Regions from separate parts of the Mus musculus genome. Here region 1 is linked to region 2. Evidence: chromatin contacts called from public Hi-C data. All regions are on one chromosome and are shown on one strand. Each heading gives the region's core, a stretch centred on a gene start, on an enhancer-like site or on the middle of the called end of the contact. The rest is flanking DNA. Distances are from core to core; before and after follow the strand shown. Region 1 has its middle 48 kb from the start of Vps54. Region 2 has its middle 61 kb from the start of Gm32142.

Region 1 (5,142 bases), core at 108-2,607, 650 kb before region 2:
CTGGCTTTCCCCCAATAAAGCCTCATGTGGTTTGCATCAAGCTTGGTCTCTCGTGAGTTCTTGGGTGTCCGCTATTGTCCCAAGACCTGAGCGAGGGGCTCCTCACGGAGTCTTTCAGCCCCTCCTCGCTCTCTTAAGCTTTTACTTTCCTTACTCTCCCTCTTTCTCTCTCTTACTCTCTAAGCTTTTACCTCACTCTAAGCTAAGCTTTTACCTTTCTTACTCTCTAGCCTTTCTTCTTCTTCTTCTTCTTCTTCTTCTTCTTCTTCTTCTTCTTCTTCTTCTTCTTCTTCTTCTTCTTCTTCTTCTTCTCCTCCTCCTCCTCCTCCTCCTCCTCCTCCTCCTCCTCCTCCTTCTTCTTCTTCTCTCTCTCTCTCTCTCTCTCTCTCTCTCTCTCTCTCTCTCTCCTTTTCTCTTGGCCATGGCCAGTCTCTCTCTCTTTTTATCTTTTCTCTTTCCCCCTGCCTTTCTACAATAAAGCTCTAAAACCATAGACTGTCTCTGTTCATCAAGGCCCAGATTAAGGACTCTCATCTGTGTGGAAACATCTCTCCCTCTGCCCTCTTCCCATATCTCCTATTCTGTTCTCATCTCCTCTGCAGTATCCAGCGTGGTATGCCAGAGACTGAGAACCTGGTGCTGGGGGCTGCCCCTTGTCCACAGCCAGATGCCCACCTGGAGCCATGTGGGAAACATCCAACAGTCCTCCCACATCTGCCTGCCCAGAGCACAGGAACTCTGGCTGGACATGAGCTCTCTCCCTCCCCCCTTTTCCCCTACACCCTCAGCCCCACACAAAACCCCTGAGCATAGCTCTAGGATTAGAGCTTGTACAAGAAAAGGGGGGGAATGAAGGGCCCTAAGGGCTTTTTCCAATCCCACATCCTCCTTACAGCTTCCCCCTCCTGCCTGGGGTCAAGGCTAAGCCAAGTTCTATTCTCCACCCACAGGAACATTCTTGAGCAAAAAAATTCTCAGAATGTACTGACTGACTTCTGGAAAGTCCCAGGTAGAGTTCAAATTTGTCTCATGCTTGCTAGTCAATATGCTTAGCCAATAAATTTGAACTGTAACCTTGCTGATGTGTCCCTAAAATATATTAAAACTGCTTGTAATAGCCACGGGGGTGGGGCTTGCCTTCTAGTCACTTGCCTTGAGGGACTAATTGAAGGTCGACCCAATGTGCTGGAAAATAAACTTCTTGCTTTTGCATTGATCTGTGTTTTGCTGCATCAATCTGCATTTAGTTGTCTCACTTGGGGGAGTCTCTAAGCAAGTACCACTGTGTTGGGAGCTATTAAGACAACTCTATTGTCTTGATCTCCGAATTGGGCCTCTCCCCCCCTGAGAAGAAAAGGGGATCAAAAGCGGGCCACCGACGCACCGTTCTGAGAATAACCACAGAATGTTCCAGCCCTAAGTCAGTGCCAGATGTCCTGACCACACCCTGATACCACCAAGTTCCTGCTTCCTGGTGTAGCTGCCAAAAGAAAAATTTCCACTGCCCCACTCCTCCTGCTGAGAAGTACTTTCCCTTTTGCTTGTGCATTTAAGTTTTGAGCCTTGCTGAATACAGTGACACCTTAATGCTAATCAGACTGGTTCCATGTCGTTCCTCGCACTTGGTGTCCGTCTTTCTCTCCCCCCATTTGGTTCTTAGGAGAAGGTCCCCTCGAGACCCTCAAATAACTGGACCTGCTGGATGGGTCAAGTGGCGCCTGACATGGGGCATGAGGTACAACCACCCTCCGGACAACGGATTCAAGAGGTACGCGTAGACAGTGAGACAGTTCCCCATCACTTCGCTCAAGTGTCGCAGACGCCGAGGTAAGCCTGGGCATAAAATTGTTGTCCCATTCACCATGGAGAATGTTCTGTCCAAAGAGACAGTTTTTATTCAAGAGATGAAGGGGGTCTCTTTAGGAGAGAGGGATAAGAGTTAAGAAAAAGGATTTAATAAAATTTTTTTGTTTTGTGGACGAGAGATGTCCATGGCTGGTATTGAATGGTCCTGAAATACACCCTTTAACTTGGAATAAAGTAGGCAAAGATATCAATGCTTTGATAAAACAAGGAGAAAGTGTTCTTGAGTCCTTTTTTAGCTATTGGGGAATCGTCAGAAATCTCCTTAAACAGGCAGAAGAGGGCAGAAAAGGCGCCCGTCTCTTAGCCCTTACTGAAGATTTTTTAGAAAACTCCCGACCGCCTTCTCGCAAAAGCGAAACTAAGCCACCAGCGAATCGTCAGTCTCGGTTATCAATTATCATCGATTATCGATTATCATCGATTATCGATGCCCCGGTCCCTAAGGACTCCCTACCTTCCCCTCTTTCTCCCCAAATTACATTAGATTCTAGAAAAGGGGCTATTGCTCGACCCCCTGTTAGACCAAAAAGGATTTACCCCATTTTGTATAAGGAGTTGTCAGATGAACCTCTTGATCCTGCCTCGGAGGCAGAATTGGATGAGGAAACCTTTAAATATGAACAAGACCACTATGGTCCCGGGCCTGGTGCCTATCTTACCATCGAGCCCTTCAATTTCCACTCTCCTCCTTATTTGCCCCCCTTTCCCCCTAATCCTCAGCCTAATCCTTGGCCTGTATCGCTGGCCCCTTCGTCTGTTCAGCGATTACTTCAAACTAAAAGAGAGCTTCAGACTCAGATCACCAATCTTAAGATGTTCTAGGACTTCAAAAGGAGCTACAAGACCTCAGTCTAGAGACTCAGAGTCTACAAAGAGCCCTCATGGGGAACCTTCAAGGTCCCATCTCAAAAAATCCTTAAACTGGCCGCAAAGGTCCCTCTCAGAAACAAGGGAATCAAGGGAATGAAAAATTGGCTTTTCCTGTCCTCACTGGAGCTCAAACACGTCAGGCTGCTCCAGGTCATGAGGACCCCCCCCCCCCCGGCTCCTCCGATAAAGATCAGGGGGAACCAGAGAGTGATGAGGAGGGGGATCAAGCAAACTCTGATTCCGATGAGGGTGCCATGTCCCCTGATGAAGGGTTGGACACCAACAGCCAACCAGTCTTCAAAAAGCTAAAACTGAGACATGTAAAAGATCTTAATTCAGCAGTCAAAAATTATGGGGTTAATGCCCCGTTCACAGTATCTATATTAGAAGGTTTAGCAGGAGAAGGCTACTTGATACCCAATGAATTGAATAAAGTTGTTCAGTCTGTCCTCACTAGAGCCCAATATTTAACTTGGAAGTCAGAGTTTGTGGACAGAGGAGAAAATTTGGCTGCAAATAATAGAAAGAATCCTACTAGTAAGACAGCCTCCTGGACTGCTGATAAAATCTGTGGAAAAAGGCAATTTCGCTGCAGACAAAAAACAATTAGGGCTCTCCCCTGGTGTCCTTGCCCAGACGGCACAGGTGGCCCTGGGAGCTTGGTGTGCTGTCCCTGCTGCAGGGGCGCCGACTACGCCCCTAACCAAGATTATACAAGGGCCCCAAGAGTCCTATGCGCAGTTTGTTGCCAGATTGCAGGAAGCAGCTGAGAGAATTTTGGGACCTGAGAAAAGTGAGGGTCTGTTAGTCTGACAACTTGCTCTTGAAAATGCCAATTCGGCATGTAGGGCTGCCCTGAGAGGTAAAACCAAGAGTTTAGATATAAATGGTATGATCAAGCTTTGTAATGAGGTAGATGTGTTTTCCCAACAAGTTTCTAAGTCTATCAACCTGGCTATTGGGGCTGCCTTACAACTAAATAAAGGAGAAAAAACTTGCTATAGATGCAACCAACCTGGACATTTTGCTAGAGGATGCCCTACACAAAGACAGAGCACCCTAGTCTCAACCATGCTTGCTACCCAACAAAAATCCACCCCCATCTTTGCCCTAAGTGCAAGAAAGACCGCCATTGGGCACGAGATTGCCGATCTAAGACTGATATCAACAGCCACCCACTACCTGCGGTCCAGGGAAACGGCCAAAGGACCCCCCCCCCCCCGTGGGGCCCGTCTCCCCTGATGACAACTGCAGACAGCCCCCTAACCCCCATGGGAGATTGTGCAGGGTTCCGACAGAGAGCGCAGAGAGCTCGGGAATGCGGCCTTCTTCGCCCTGGGCCCCTCACAGCCTTGGCCCGTGCCGGGTAAGCCCAAGGGGCCCAGGAACAGCCTCGTTCCCTACCCTGCAGACGCCAGGAGCCCTTGCCCTCGAGGCAGCCACCGGCTAGGCCACGTGGCCTTTCCGCAGTGACTCTTGCCCTGCCAACGATGCGCCTGCATGGCAGCAGCCTCCCTGACTCCACCAGCACCCTGCTCTCCAGGGCCAGACCCACGGAGGAGCCCCAGCCAGGCCTTCGAGGATGCCTTGAAAGTGGCGGTGAGCGTGGTGTGGCGGGAAGAATGGCGGCCACCTGAAGGCCAAGTCTGGGCCTTCGGGGCTTCTGCAGCCTGAGGCAGCGGGTCTGAGCAAGAATACTCTGCCATTGCCAGCACGGGACGGGAGGCCTGCCCGTGGCCAAGCACGCAGACCTTGATGAACCGAGGCCTCGATTGGCCTGGACAAAGGTGGTGGTGGTGGGGGGGGCTCTTCCACTGATTTACTGTGGTCTATATTGAATGCTTCTGCTTTAGCCTTGTTGGATAAGACACAAAGAGATAATGCATCAGAAGTTGAAGATTGTTGGATGTGCTTTTCTGCTTCCCCGCCCTTTTATTTCCTTATTTGGAAATTTTACCCTGCTTTCAGATGCTAGGCAGCTCCCCTTCGAGTCAGTTCAGCTTACCTTGACAGAACTCTCTGGGGTAGGAAGTTGTGTGTTGGGCCCAGGCATGTTTCTGCCGCTGCCCTTGCTAGAGATTTGCAATAACACGTTTAGAGTAAATAAAAATGGGTTTTCTTATCTTCTTGCCCCAAATGATACCTTTTTGGCGTGTTCCATGGGCCTTACATGGTACATTATTATACAAGATTTTATAAATAATAGAGATTATTTGTAGACACCCACTCATCAGCAAGAAAGACGCCACAACAGGATCCTTCTGCAACACGTTTATTTGGGAGAGCATTGACTGCATAGGGGAAAGACACTGAGCCCCAGAACTGGTGCTGCTTATATAGGCCTAGGCAAGGCATGTTTACAACTGATTGGTTATGCTTTCAGTACCCCACCCACATGCCACTCAG
Region 2 (4,751 bases), core at 1,281-3,780:
CCACCTCCACCCTCATCCCGAGATAACCGAAATCCACAGTGCTCTAAAAATGGGAAAAAGATAAAAATGAAGACAAATGTTTACTCTGGTCACATTGGGGCTTTCCTTAACTGTGCTCACCTTAGGACCCAGACCTTTCTGGAGCTTAATTGTGACACAGCTTGACTCCGTGATTACCTTCTGGTCCAGAATCTACTAATGAAAATGAACTATGCCAGCAACTTCTTGCAACACACATCTCATTTATGCATTTTCTCTTCGTGTGTTGAAACTACACTGGAGCTATACAGGGCAGGGGACCTAGTGTTCTCACTGTCAGCCTAGTGATTCGTACAAGGTGAACAATGTTAGCTGGATCCCTCACTGTGGCAAAAACAAACAAAACACTCCACTACTCCTAATCTGGGTTACTGTACTACATTTTATTTTATGCAGATGAGTGTTTGCTTGTATTTATTATTTATGTGTACTATGTTAGTGCCTGGTGCCCATAAAGGCCAAAAGAAGGCATTGGATCCCCTGGAGTCAAAGAAAGCTGCTCTCACAGCTGTGTGTGTGCTGGGAACCAAACCTGGGTCCTCTGCAAGGGCAGCAAAGTGCTCTTAACTTCAGAGCCATCTCTCCAGAAGCTAGATATATATATATATATATATATATATATATATATATATATATATATATATATATATATATATTCTTCTATGAGGTCATTTTATAGATAGGTAAATGTAGTGAATTATTGTATATACCATAATGGTACTAAGAACAGATTTTGACTCTGAAAGATCTCCAAATAAGGGTTAGCAATCTCGTGGTGGAAGAGCTATGGCTTGCCTCCAATCCTTACCATGTGTCACTTTAGAATTCTGTGCCCTCCTTATTCCAATATTTCTTAAAGTGTGGAAGGCCTGCTAGATTCCTGGGTCTCCCCTCAGGTCTATCGGTTATTTGCTGCTTAAGCAATAGTTCAGGTGATTTGAGTATTGACACACTAACCACTTCATTAGACACCTCTCTTTCTTCCTGTCCTTATTCTTTTTTCCTCTCACATCTATTTCTCTCCTGGCTTCTACTTTATGATCGTTTTGTGATCACTTGCGTATTTGCTGTGCATAAGTCTGAGTAGAAAGTGCTGTGTGCTGCTGTTCTTGGGGAGACAGAAACAAATGTCTGATTACCCAGGGCAAAGCTAAGTATCACAAAGGGCCAACTTACTGAATCAATGAATTTCCTGGGGTTACTTACAGAACATGGACTACTCATTTGCAGTCATGCCACAGAAAGTCCACCCCAATATGGGTGACAACTCACCAAAGCTGAAATACTGGAGCTTTTCCCATGGTTTGCTTGCAGCTCCTTAAATGAAAGAGTCTCTCTCTTCCCCAGACTTTACTGCTTTCATAACCTTGGGGAGGGAGAAGTCTTGTGAATCTGGTGTGTTTCAGGGATTTCTGAGATTTATGAGTTGTTTACTTCCTGTCTTGTTTTTTTTTTTGAGACAGGATTTCTCTGTGTACCCCTGGCTGTCCTGAAACTCACTCTGTAGACCAGGCTGACTTCGAACTCAGAGATCTACTTGCCTCTCAGAATGCATGTGCCATCGCTGCCTGGCTGTTTACTTCCTGTCTTAATAAGCCTCCCTTTAGAACTCCTGGAACTATTAACTTTGTAGAGGTCCCACCTGGCAGTGGAAGGTGTTCGCCACAACACTGCTTATAGAAGCATAGTTAGGGCAAACTTACTGATGCTATTGAGATTCATCTCTAGTTCAAATGAGTTAGCAGGTTTTTATCTCACACACACACACACACACACACACACACACACACACACACACACACACACACACACACACGCCTGAGGGGAGAAGCAGGAATCTAGCAGGCCTTCCACACTTTAAGAAATATTGGAATAAGGAGGGCACAGAATTCTAAAGTGACACATGGTAAAGATTAGAGGCAAGTGTGTGTGTGTGTGTGTGTGTGTGTGTGTGTGTAATGTGTAGTGTGTATGTCTATATCCACCACAGTTTCTGCTGCCATGGACCACCCCTCCATCTCCCAGTGCTCCCTTTGTTAACTTTAAAGACTGAGTGCAGCTAAGCGGCTCCTCTAAGATGGCCTCTTCTGCCCACTCCTGTTTTCAAGTTAGAAACAGTCAAGCAATCCAGGATTTTAAAAAGCTTTATTTCAAGACTAGCCCAAATATGTTTACTTACATGCATGTGTGCACCTCGTAGAAAGCCGCTGGTGCTGATCATGACCACAGTGAGAAGCAACTGATGCAATTGCAATATCCATCATGAGTCAGGAAGCAAGCAGTAGACACGAGGCCTCTTCAAAGTTGGATGGAAGGGGAGAGAAGTAGCTGTGGGAGTCAGGTTAGACAGCAGGTGCTGCTCCCTTTTGATATCAGGACTGACGGACAAGAGAAAGCATCACCAAGGGCTTTGGGGATAGATTCCGGGTGCTGCTTAGCAAAGGCAGGGTGGCGACAAAAGTGTTGCTTAAACTCTCCCCGTGCGCTGTCAGGTTAGGACTGTCTCCTCCACAGGCAAGTTGAAAACAGTCATTTCCCACAAAGGTACACCCCAAATAACCCCTGCTGGCTGTGGATCCTGCTGCTTTAAAAGCTTGCCTCTGCTGAATCCATCCTTAATGGCTTATTACTGGCATACTGAACTCTGACCTTAAGTAATGCTTACAGCTTCGTGGCCCTCAGAAAGTCCTATGTATGCGCAGGCCTAAGCCTAAACTGGGAGTTTGTCAGGAAGGTACATGGTGTGATTGAGCCCAGCTGCCTGTACCCCTTTTCTGGTGGACTGAGAAATTTCAGGCAACCTTACCTGCAGGTTCCCCAAATCTGAAGGCTGGGGTGTTGTAGAGATGAAGGTTTTCAAAAGCAAATTTCTCAGGATTCCCTCTTACAGTCTGCACTGCTCATCACCACTTTCCAACACTGGGACCCTCGCAGTTATAAACATTACCTAGCAGGACCACAGTCTGCTTTCTGCGGTTCCAGGAGCTTATAATGTAGCATTCTATGTCTGCTTAGTCATTACCTAATCTGCTTAGTCACTACCTAATCTGCTTAGTCATTACCTAATCTGCACATGGACCAGAGGATGATTTCTCCATTTCCCTGAGCCCGACCTGAGGAAGGCTTTGGCATTCCCATGGGTCTGAAGCATCCAGGTCCTTGATTTAGCTGTGCTCATATTAATGACAGACATCCACTCAGAACTTCATCTGCTCCCCACCTCTGGGAGATGTGAAAATAAAGTCAGGCTAGGACTTGAACCAACTGTGTAGACTTCCCTTAATCTGTTGCAAATTGGGGGGTGGAGGGGAAGGGGAATCACAAAGAAAAAAAATTACCTATAACTATTTTCTAGAAATAGCTATTAAATATTTGGCCTATGTGTGGTTTTAAAAATATTTAAATTAAATATATCATAAATATATTTTATTCTACTGAATATGACTTTAAAAAAAAAAAGTTGTTTTGTTCCTGAGATAGAATCCTATAGCCCAGGCTGGCCTCTAACTCACTCAAGTAGCTGAGAACACACCCACCCATCTTACTCAGCTTCCAGAAAGTGATTCTTAGCTCCCCTTTGCTTTTGGTTCTTGGGATGGAAACCATGACCATGCTAGCCAAATACTCTCCCGCTAAGCTACATCATTGGCTCTGGAATTTGGTTTGTTGCTGTTGATATTGTTTGGTTTTTGCTTTTGGTTTTTGTTCGCTTGTTTGTTTCTGAGACAGGGATTCTCTGTGTAGCCCTAGCTATGTGTAGCCTTGGCTATACTGGAACTCCATCTGTAGACCAGGCTGACCTTGAAGTCAGAGATCTTCCTGCCTCTGCCCCAGGAGTTTTAAAGGCTTGTGCCATCACTAGCAGCTTTTGACCTCAGTTTTCTAAGATGACTATTTAGCAGGGGTGTGAACAAACAATTCTGAGGAGAAAAATCTGCCAGCAGAGGACTTCTCAGGAGAGAAATATAGGAATCCAAAAAGTAGCTGGCTGGAGGTCTGTGCTGGGAAGACAAAGTAGTGAGTTGGTCAGGGTTATCTCAAAAGAGAGAACATTAAATGAAAAAAAAAAAAAGCAGAATTCTACTTGCAGGTTAAGCACATGCAAGACTGGACAACATATTTTTCAGAAAGCATTCAAACAATCAAATCAGGTGTCTTCCCTACCTACTATGGAAGACTTACCTGGGGGGATCACAAGTTCAAGGCCAGCCTAAGCAGCATAGCGAAACACTGTAAAAACTACCATTAAAAAGGGAGAGGGCAGGTGGTTGCGTGGCTCAGTACCAAGCCTGACAACTTGAGTGTGATCCCTAGGACCCACTTGGGAGACGAAAACCAACTGCTTGCTACAAGTTTCCTGTAACCTCCACATGCATGCCATGTTGCATGCAAGCCTTTGCCTGTACACATATACACAAAAACAAGTAAATAGATAGATGGATGGGTAGGTAGATAGATAGATAGATAGATAGATAGATAGATAGACAGACAGACAGACAGACAGGTAGATAAAGTTTTTGTTTTTAAGTAATCAGGGAGCGGGGAGGAGGATAGTTCAGTTACTAAGGTGCTGGCTGCTAAAGTGCTTACCTTGCAAGCTCAGGTACCTGAAATTGACCCCCAGTTAAAAACAAAAAACAAAGAAAAAAGAAAACAAAGTAGGCAGAGTGGCACTGACTTATCAAACCCAGTGCCGCTGAGCTAGGCAGAGG

What was found. A called contact is a pair of places that touch in the nucleus more often than the background predicts.
Region 1: a Hi-C map of the G1E-ER4 cell line shows a contact between it and region 2, with 3 times the contacts expected there. The contact joins two enhancer-like sites. A contact is called at or near these places in 3 of 484 Hi-C or Micro-C datasets (CD8 T cells, the G1E-ER4 cell line and pre-B cells) and 3 of 115 datasets of contacts at active chromatin or transcription factors (forebrain, memory CD8 T cells and pancreatic cancer cells).

What each region holds. Positions count from the first base shown.
Region 1 is chr11:21,188,311-21,193,452 of GRCm38.p6, reverse strand. No RefSeq gene overlaps it. Among named protein-coding and RNA genes, the nearest start is that of Vps54, 48 kb to the left of the region's middle. Within about 2 kb of position 1,357, at least 17 of the 459 cell types and tissues checked have an H3K27ac peak or open chromatin away from gene starts, as enhancers often do. A contact at or near this core is called in the G1E-ER4 cell line, where this site is marked.
Region 2 is chr11:20,536,995-20,541,745 of GRCm38.p6, reverse strand. No RefSeq gene overlaps it. Among named protein-coding and RNA genes, the nearest start is that of Gm32142, 61 kb to the right of the region's middle. Within about 2 kb of position 2,530, at least 10 of the 459 cell types and tissues checked have an H3K27ac peak or open chromatin away from gene starts, as enhancers often do. A contact at or near this core is called in the G1E-ER4 cell line, where this site is marked.